2 separate regions of the Arabidopsis thaliana genome follow, and region 2 is linked to region 1. The links are chromatin contacts, called in public capture Hi-C maps. All regions are on one chromosome and are shown on one strand. Each heading gives the region's core, a stretch centred on a gene start, on an enhancer-like site or on the middle of the called end of the contact. The rest is flanking DNA. Distances are from core to core; before and after follow the strand shown. Region 1 holds the start of ICE1 (basic helix-loop-helix (bHLH) DNA-binding superfamily protein). Region 2 holds the start of CDG1 (Protein kinase superfamily protein).

What was found. Capture Hi-C pulls out chosen DNA fragments and counts their contacts.
Region 2: a contact with region 1 is called in a capture Hi-C map of seedling, with 1.6 times the contacts expected there. The contact joins the promoter of CDG1 here to the promoter of ICE1 in region 1. A contact is called at or near these places in 1 of 26 Hi-C or Micro-C datasets (rosette leaf) and 1 of 3 other capture datasets (seedling).

The regions. Positions count from the first base shown.
Region 1 is chr3:9,832,586-9,837,322 of TAIR10.1, reverse strand. ICE1 (basic helix-loop-helix (bHLH) DNA-binding superfamily protein) reads left to right here and starts at 2,051. Exons shown (of 5, transcript NM_001035697.2): 1 at 2,051-2,187; 2 at 2,435-3,537; 3 at 3,720-3,944; 4 at 4,037-4,207; 5 at 4,287-4,656. The coding sequence starts at 2,533. The coding sequence ends at 4,370.
Region 2 is chr3:9,936,982-9,941,718 of TAIR10.1, reverse strand. It overlaps CDG1 (Protein kinase superfamily protein), which reads left to right and starts at 2,414. Exons shown (of 5, transcript NM_113608.3): 1 at 2,414-2,879; 2 at 3,193-3,386; 3 at 3,488-3,677; 4 at 3,763-4,163; 5 at 4,596-4,737. The coding sequence starts at 2,783. AT3G26950 reads left to right here. Exons shown (of 7, transcript NM_113609.4): 6 at 1-91; 7 at 183-612. The coding sequence ends at 517.

The sequences.
Region 1 (4,737 bases), core at 802-3,301:
TAGTTTTTCTTTAAACATCAAAACTGGAAAGAAATTAATATACATATATCGAACTCTATTACTTTCTTTCAAAATTTTCAACCCCAAACCTTAGGGAAAACCAAAAAAATAATTTCTTTAAATTTGAACTTATATATGAAAAGCAAATTAAGTGGTTCTACTTTTCTACCTAGTGATCTCAGTTTTAATAAACTTAACATTGCGGTGATTGTAATGGATCGAAACAAAAAATAATAATGATTTCTCAAATCGAAGTTGAAGAGCACTCCGAAGATTCTACCCCAAATTTTGAAGAACATTGAGTTGCTAGTTGATTCAGCACATTCACCAAATTGCTACCAAATGAAGGATATATCGACTACTTGGAAATAAGTTTTCCTTGCACACTAACCATTACCATTTAATTTGATGGAGTTAAAAATAAGCTTTAAGTTGTTCATATTCATCTTTAAAAAATTTCTAATGAGTAAGTTTATTTTGTTCAAGCCATGCTGGATTTATTGAAAACAAAGAGACTATTTTCATATATTTGCAAAGAAACAATATATTGAAACTGGTGAAATAGATACGTCATCCATTTCATCAAAGATCAATCTTCAAGATTCCTATGTGTATTATAGTAGCTTTAAAATAAAGTAAAACTAATATTGAATTATAATTCTTGGGAAGTGTTTATTATTGAAAATCAAATCATGTATAGCTACAGTAAATAAAAAGAAGTAGATAGAAAGAAAGAAAATGCAGTATAAATTTTTAATCTGTGTGAAATGAAAATTTGCAAAATCAATATTCATGAAACGGATAAAATGCACTACCGTACTTGATGCATAAATAAAAAATGGCTGTTTGTACCAATCCACATGTATTATATGCGTTTAACTAGGATTACCAATATTTTTGACCTCTATCCAATTCACCTTCTGCTCTTTTTGTTCTATCTAATTCCACATTCTACCCAATTTACCAAATTCAATTATTATATGTAATTACAATTTAAAATCAATAATTCATGTTTACTATTTCGCGATTAGAGTAAATCCGAGTTTAAAACCTTCCCAACAACATGTCAAAAACACTTTGAAAGCTTGGCCGAGTCTTAAAAAGTTTGACCGAGTCTTAAATTCAGATTTACTCAAATTTCGAAACAATAAACGCGAATTATTGATTATAAATTACAACTACAGAAATAAATGGAAATTGGTTATTTAGGTAGAATTTTATAGTTTGTATGAAATTAGAAAGAAGATAAAAAATACATAATGAATTGGGCTGAGGTCTACTACATAGTGATCCTAATTGAACCCATATAGTATGGGTGGACTGCAACAAACAGCCCATAAAAAAAAAAAAATTCAATGTTTATTAAAACCTTTAAATGAAGGAAACTAAGATAGATAGCCGGAGAACACGTTTAAATCTCCGGAATCTTAGCCGGTAGAAAAACAAATTCTCTAATAATAAAGCATAAACCAAAACTATATAAGCAAAAAGCCAATTTAAGGCACAAAGCCACAATTGAAACTAACAAAACTTTTTAGAAAATGAATCCCTAATTACTTCCTCTAGAAGACTAGAAAGCATATCGCAACACAACTATATTTTTTTGGGAACTCAATTTAGTTGATAATGGTGATAAACGCTACAATCATCAGAAAATTTGGAATTACTCGTCCTTACTTAATTAATGTTTAAAAGACTTATGAAATTAAACTATTTACTTACAAACTTGAGCTTGATGTGGCTTTGTTCAAGAAGCTTAGGAACCATCGAAAAGATGTCGACGCCGGTAAAGTCGAGATATGCGTTACAACATAATTATTTATAATTTTTTAAAAAAATACAAAAAATAAAAGGAAATATATTTAATAGTAAGAATATAAAATAAATTTTATTACCATCTTTTGAAAAAGAACTTTTAAGTACATAACAATAATTAGGTAATAATATGAGTTAAAGAAATGCATGGAAGACACGCGTTGCATGAATGATGCTAATTACACTTTGAAATTATCATCATCATCATTAACTTACTTAAACACTGTCTATATAAAGACAGAGACAGTGACAACAGAGACAGAGAGATAAGCTTAAGCCAAAATTAAGCAGAAAAATGGAGAAATAGTGACGGTGAGAGAGAGAGAGATACGGTAAACGAAGCAAAGCAAAGAGAGTCACGAGAAATCTGGGGTATGTGTTCAATGATAAAGCAATTTCATGGTGGCCGAAATTGAATCCATCAAAAAAAAAGTTTCAATTTTTGAAAGCTCTGAGAAATGAATCTATCATTCTCTCTCTCTATCTCTATCTTCCTTTTCAGATTTCGCTTCTTCAATTCATGAAATCCTCGTGATTCTACTTTAATGCTTCTCTTTTTTTACTTTTCCAAGTCTCTGAATATTCAAAGTATATATCTTTTGTTTTCAAACTTTTGCAGAATTGTCTTCAAGCTTCCAAATTTCAGTTAAAGGTCTCAACTTTGCAGAATTTTCCTCTAAAGGTTCAGACTTTGGGGTAAAGGTGTCAACTTTGGCGATGGGTCTTGACGGAAACAATGGTGGAGGGGTTTGGTTAAACGGTGGTGGTGGAGAAAGGGAAGAGAACGAGGAAGGTTCATGGGGAAGGAATCAAGAAGATGGTTCTTCTCAGTTTAAGCCTATGCTTGAAGGTGATTGGTTTAGTAGTAACCAACCACATCCACAAGATCTTCAGATGTTACAGAATCAGCCAGATTTCAGATACTTTGGTGGTTTTCCTTTTAACCCTAATGATAATCTTCTTCTTCAACACTCTATTGATTCTTCTTCTTCTTGTTCTCCTTCTCAAGCTTTTAGTCTTGACCCTTCTCAGCAAAATCAGTTCTTGTCAACTAACAACAACAAGGGTTGTCTTCTCAATGTTCCTTCTTCTGCAAACCCTTTTGATAATGCTTTTGAGTTTGGCTCTGAATCTGGTTTTCTTAACCAAATCCATGCTCCTATTTCGATGGGGTTTGGTTCTTTGACACAATTGGGGAACAGGGATTTGAGTTCTGTTCCTGATTTCTTGTCTGCTCGGTCACTTCTTGCGCCGGAAAGCAACAACAACAACACAATGTTGTGTGGTGGTTTCACAGCTCCGTTGGAGTTGGAAGGTTTTGGTAGTCCTGCTAATGGTGGTTTTGTTGGGAACAGAGCGAAAGTTCTGAAGCCTTTAGAGGTGTTAGCATCGTCTGGTGCACAGCCTACTCTGTTCCAGAAACGTGCAGCTATGCGTCAGAGCTCTGGAAGCAAAATGGGAAATTCGGAGAGTTCGGGAATGAGGAGGTTTAGTGATGATGGAGATATGGATGAGACTGGGATTGAGGTTTCTGGGTTGAACTATGAGTCTGATGAGATAAATGAGAGCGGTAAAGCGGCTGAGAGTGTTCAGATTGGAGGAGGAGGAAAGGGTAAGAAGAAAGGTATGCCTGCTAAGAATCTGATGGCTGAGAGGAGAAGGAGGAAGAAGCTTAATGATAGGCTTTATATGCTTAGATCAGTTGTCCCCAAGATCAGCAAAGTAAACACTTACTTTGTCTCTTTTATCTCCTTAAGAGCTTGTTTACTTGTTGCTGTTATAGAGAATTGTTGTGTTGTAGCTTTGTAGGGCCTTTGTTGTTGTCAAACTTTGCATGTAGTTGCTTTACTCTTTTGAGGAAGAGGCTCGTGATAGTGTTTTATGGATTTTCGATGAATTTGCAGATGGATAGAGCATCAATACTTGGAGATGCAATTGATTATCTGAAGGAACTTCTACAAAGGATCAATGATCTTCACAATGAACTTGAGTCAACTCCTCCTGGATCTTTGCCTCCAACTTCATCAAGCTTCCATCCGTTGACACCTACACCGCAAACTCTTTCTTGTCGTGTCAAGGAAGAGTTGTGTCCCTCTTCTTTACCAAGTCCTAAAGGCCAGCAAGCTAGAGTAAGGACTATATTCTGTATAACTTTTGCTTAGACTGGAAAGAAGAAAACAAAGATTCATGTTTGAGAGATTACTCTGCTTCTTTTTCACAGGTTGAGGTTAGATTAAGGGAAGGAAGAGCAGTGAACATTCATATGTTCTGTGGTCGTAGACCGGGTCTGTTGCTCGCTACCATGAAAGCTTTGGATAATCTTGGATTGGATGTTCAGCAAGCTGTGATCAGCTGTTTTAATGGGTTTGCCTTGGATGTTTTCCGCGCTGAGGTGATCTTCTACTCTCAGTTGAAAGGTTAAGGATTTGTAGAACAGTTTTAGTAGTAACATGTTTTCTTTTGTCTATCAGCAATGCCAAGAAGGACAAGAGATACTGCCTGATCAAATCAAAGCAGTGCTTTTCGATACAGCAGGGTATGCTGGTATGATCTGATCTGATCCTGACTTCGAGTCCATTAAGCATCTGTTGAAGCAGAGCTAGAAGAACTAAGTCCCTTTAAATCTGCAATTTTCTTCTCAACTTTTTTTCTTATGTCATAACTTCAATCTAAGCATGTAATGCAATTGCAAATGAGAGTTGTTTTTAAATTAAGCTTTTGAGAACTTGAGGTTGTTGTTGTTGGATACATAACTTCAACCTTTTATTAGCAATGTTAACTTCCATTTATGTTTCATCTTAAAGCTATGCTCAAGAATTTTTTTTAAAGTCTTCATCTTTGTTCATGAGTGAACTTCTCAAAGAAGACAGACAAAACATTTGCACATATACAGACAAAACAGTTATGTTAAAGGTATAGCTT
Region 2 (4,737 bases), core at 1,165-3,664, 100 kb before region 1:
GCTAAACATGCGGTGATCTCCGGTGCTAACAGGCGAGTTGGGACTACTTATGCTCAGTTGGTTGCTGCATTAGCCGCGGCAAACAGTCTCAGTTAAGATCGTTTTTTAGTTTCCTCAACACTTATTTTTCTTTCCTTCTGATCTGTCTCATTAACAGTACTCCTTGACTGGTTAATTCACAGAGGATGGTTCGAGCAACTCAAGCTTTGCGTTCCTGAGTAGTTTCCAGAGCAATTTGTTAGCAGATGGTCTGAAGAACCAGGTAGGTTGGGGACATGTCTGGAACCGATACGCTGGACCGTTAAGCTGTCCAAAACAGCCAAACCAATGCGCCTTCACGCCGCTTGCACCTCCTGGTTGGTGGGACGGTATATGGCAATCGCCCATCCCACGGGACACTCGTAGGCTTGCAGCTTTCGGCATTGAGCTTTCCGGGTTTGGTACGGTTAACGAAGACCGGTTCCACGCCTATTGTAGCGCCAAGAAAGAGTACGTAAGCACTGTAACAATCATATAATGACTTCTTGAAAAAGATTCTGGACTCTTGGTTATAAATGGACTCACTGGTTTTATTCTTCAAATCTACTTCCCCTTCTTTAATTGAACCGGCCATATCAAACTTTTTGTTCTAAATAACCGGACCCAAACCGAATTAAGCAAACCGAACGCCCAGGCCTACGAGTAACTAGCTGGCCTCTTGGTTCAATATATGGTTTTACTACTCCCTTCTTAAATTGAACCGGCTTTCTTACCAGGTCTAAATAACTAAACCCAAACCGAACTAACTAATTAAACCGAAGTCAAATATATCCAGCTATAAGTAAGAGAAGACTTCTGGTGTTTATTAGAAACAAAGTAAGATTAAGAGAGGAATAAAGCTGGTGTCAGACATTAAAGATGGAACATCATCTCGTGGAATCAAACTTTTCCTAATACAAAAATTGATTCTCGGTTAGTGAAACTTCAATTTACTACCACTTGCAGATTGTTAATTTCATTATTATTATTCTCGTCGTTAGAAATTTGCTACTAACATTGCAAGTAGGTTCAGGTATAGGTGAGAGCTAGTTTAAGATGGACAAAACTAATTATGTAAGTAGTTCTTGTAAAATATGCATTTTAAAGGTAACAATTGCTATTTTGGTGTAAACTTTTGTAATGACTAAAAATAAATAATTGTGATGGAAATAAAATCTGATTACAAAAAGATTTGAGAACGTCATGATTCATTCATAATCATGTACTGTCTACCATACTTTTTATTCTACGTACTACCATACAATCTCCAAATTTTAAGAGTGGTATGGCTCCATGACTCACATCACATGATTTACATTACATATTGTACTAATGTCAGAACCTTAACCGATCGTAAAAACCGATCAACAACGTTAACCATCATTATTGACCGTTATCTGTCGTCATAAAATCTCGGCCAAGGCTTCTTTAAAGTCTTGGCTAAATCAAAAACAACTTTTGAATTTGAACCTCATAGTGGAGCTAGAGAAGAACACAACCAAGAATCAAATGTGTATACGTTCGTATAATTAATACTTGTTAATACTGTTTCCCTCTCCTCTTTCTTTAGTTTTGTTAATTACTAGACTTTTATGCACAAAATGATAAGAATGGAGTCATAAAATCCATAGAAACCATAAAAAAAAAGTTCCGATAATTATCATTATCGTATATTGAATAATGTGAAATAGAAGTTGAATGTGTTTCCAAATTTGGTTCGGAACTGTCTTATGTCTCAGACAGAGAATCTTTGATAAAATCTTTTAACTTACATTGCATGGATATATTGGCCTAAATTTTACCATTATCAGCGTTCCTTTTAATTTTGAGGTTAAACATAGGGAAAAGCATCTTGCCGTTTTCATCGTCTGTTAAAAATTATTGAGTTTTAGACTGGGAATCTTTAATACTTGTAGCTCACGTTACATGAATTTGTTTATCAAAATTTTGTTATTCTCTGCGGTTTTTGCAATACACTTAAAAATTATTTTGCACCAAAACCAACCAACAAAAAAAATTCTTCAATGAATTTCAAAAACGTTGATAATTTTTTTGTCGTTACGTCTATAGTTTTGGGCCTTTTTTGAATGCATAACAAACATAGTTATCATCTAATATATCACTATTAGAATTTAGAAATACTTAACGTGAGGATTATTTTCTAATTTTTGTCTTAAAAATTAGTTTAAATTCAGAATCCAACATTTATCACAATTATAAATTCCAGGGATATAAAGGAGAAACTTACTATAAAACAATTAACATTGTAGATTATTACCCTCAATGGCATAATAAAACAATAAATGATTTTATCTCATAGAAGCAATTGGTGAGTAACGTACCATATATATTGCACCCCCATGCTCTCTTTTGTTGATTACGTGTCTTTCCTTCCTATCAAAACCCCTTCAACCAAATCTTATCTAAATCCCCCAAAATTTTACGAAAACTCTCGATTTTAATCTAAATCTCCTTCCTTATCACCTCACAAATTTCTCGTGTTTTTTTGTAATCAATTTTTGATGGAAAATTATTCCCAAAACTCGAATCTCTGTTGATCGTGTGTTTCTTGGGGTTCGTCTGATTCCTTCAAAGTTTTCATCTTTTTGATAACAAAACCGTTAGTTCTTTGTCCTCGTGTGTGATCATCTCTTGAGCCCTATTGATAAACCATATAGAGAGTGTATGTGTGTGTATATCTTTGTTTATTGAGTGACACCAACAACAAAAAGATTATTTTCCTTGAGATTGATTAAAAGAAAACATGGTTAGTTGCTTGTGTTTTCGTCCCAGTCGGAAAACGAAGCTCAAAGACAAATCTCATAAGAGATCCATACGTAACCAGACATCCTCCTCTTCTGGTTCCTCTCACTTCCCTTTGATCTTTTTATTATTATTTATAGATTAATCTTGAGATTAGTCATCTTTAATACCAGTCATTAGTAGTAAATCATGATAAAATCTCCCTTTTCTTTTAAATAGCTTATTTATTAATGATACATATAGTATTTGTCTTGTGATTAGTTTATACGGATCGTACAAATCCCGGCTTAGGGTTTGTGTTTTATAGTTCAAAGATTTGTGTATTTGGCTGATAAATGTCTTTTTAATCTACTTGTGATCCAATAACATATGTGATATAGTCTCTCATTGTGTTGTTTTGTTCCTCTGTAGCCCAACCAGCTGGAACAGCAAAAGAAGTAGATTCGTCAAGTTCACAAACCGTAGTGCAAGATTCTTCTAGATACAGATGTCAGATTTTCTCATACAGAGAACTCGCCATCGCGACTAACAGCTTCAGGAATGAATCTTTGATCGGAAGAGGTGGATTTGGAACTGTGTATAAAGGAAGGCTAAGCACTGGACAGGTAATCTATTATTAACATTTGGACTAATCAAATCAATAATCTTGTCGTTGTGAAATCTCTAACTGTTTGTCATTGTGCTTTGTTGTTGGTCTTAATTCAAGAACATAGCTGTTAAAATGCTTGATCAGTCTGGTATTCAAGGAGACAAAGAGTTTCTTGTGGAAGTCCTAATGCTCTCGCTCTTGCACCACCGAAACCTAGTGCATTTGTTCGGTTATTGTGCTGAAGGCGATCAAAGACTCGTTGTCTATGAATACATGCCTCTTGGATCTGTAGAAGATCATCTCTACGGTAAAAAAAAAACTACACTCAAACCAAGAAATTTTCAAGAACGAGATTCATTAAAGTTTTTTAAATTCTTGTGTTGTTTTGTCAGATCTTAGCGAGGGTCAAGAGGCTTTAGATTGGAAGACAAGGATGAAGATAGCTCTAGGAGCGGCTAAAGGGTTAGCGTTTCTTCACAACGAAGCACAACCTCCTGTGATATACAGAGATTTGAAAACTTCAAACATATTGTTGGATCATGACTATAAACCTAAGCTCTCAGATTTTGGACTTGCAAAGTTTGGTCCAAGTGATGATATGTCTCATGTCTCTACTAGAGTTATGGGAACTCATGGGTATTGTGCACCAGAGTACGCGAACACCGGGAAGTTGACGCTGAAATCTGATATTTATAGCTTTGGAGTTGTGCTGCTGGAGCTTATCAGTGGACGCAAAGCTCTTATGCCCTCATCCGAATGCGTTGGTAATCAAAGTCGCTATCTTGTGCATTGGGTAATCCTCTCAACCTTATTTTGCTTAAGGATGGATTAGTTTTTTCCTTATGACCATTTATAGGCTTTGCTTCTTTTAGACTATATAACCAGATTATATCTATCTAAATTCCAATTTTGCTTAAGAGAAAAATTGTTTTGATGGTGACCTTTTGGTCGATTTTGCATAATTATACCGTTTACGATTTAGGGTTTAGGGTTTAGATTAATCAATTAACCATTAAACCATATGCTATCAATTTTGATTTTTCGTAAAAATGGTAGTGGTTTTACTATTGACCTTTAACCATATATAGGTTTTGATTTTGGTTATGCTGATGAAAAAGAGTTTCGTGTTATGGCCCTTAATGATGTGTGGATACGTATTAGACTAATGAATGTTCCGATTTTGATGACGACATGTTCATGTGTTTCTTTTTTTTTTTCTTAACAGGCACGACCGTTGTTCTTGAATGGCAGAATAAGGCAGATTGTAGATCCAAGGTTAGCAAGAAAAGGCGGTTTTTCGAATATACTTCTTTATAGAGGTATTGAAGTGGCCTTTCTGTGCCTAGCAGAAGAAGCAAACGCTAGAC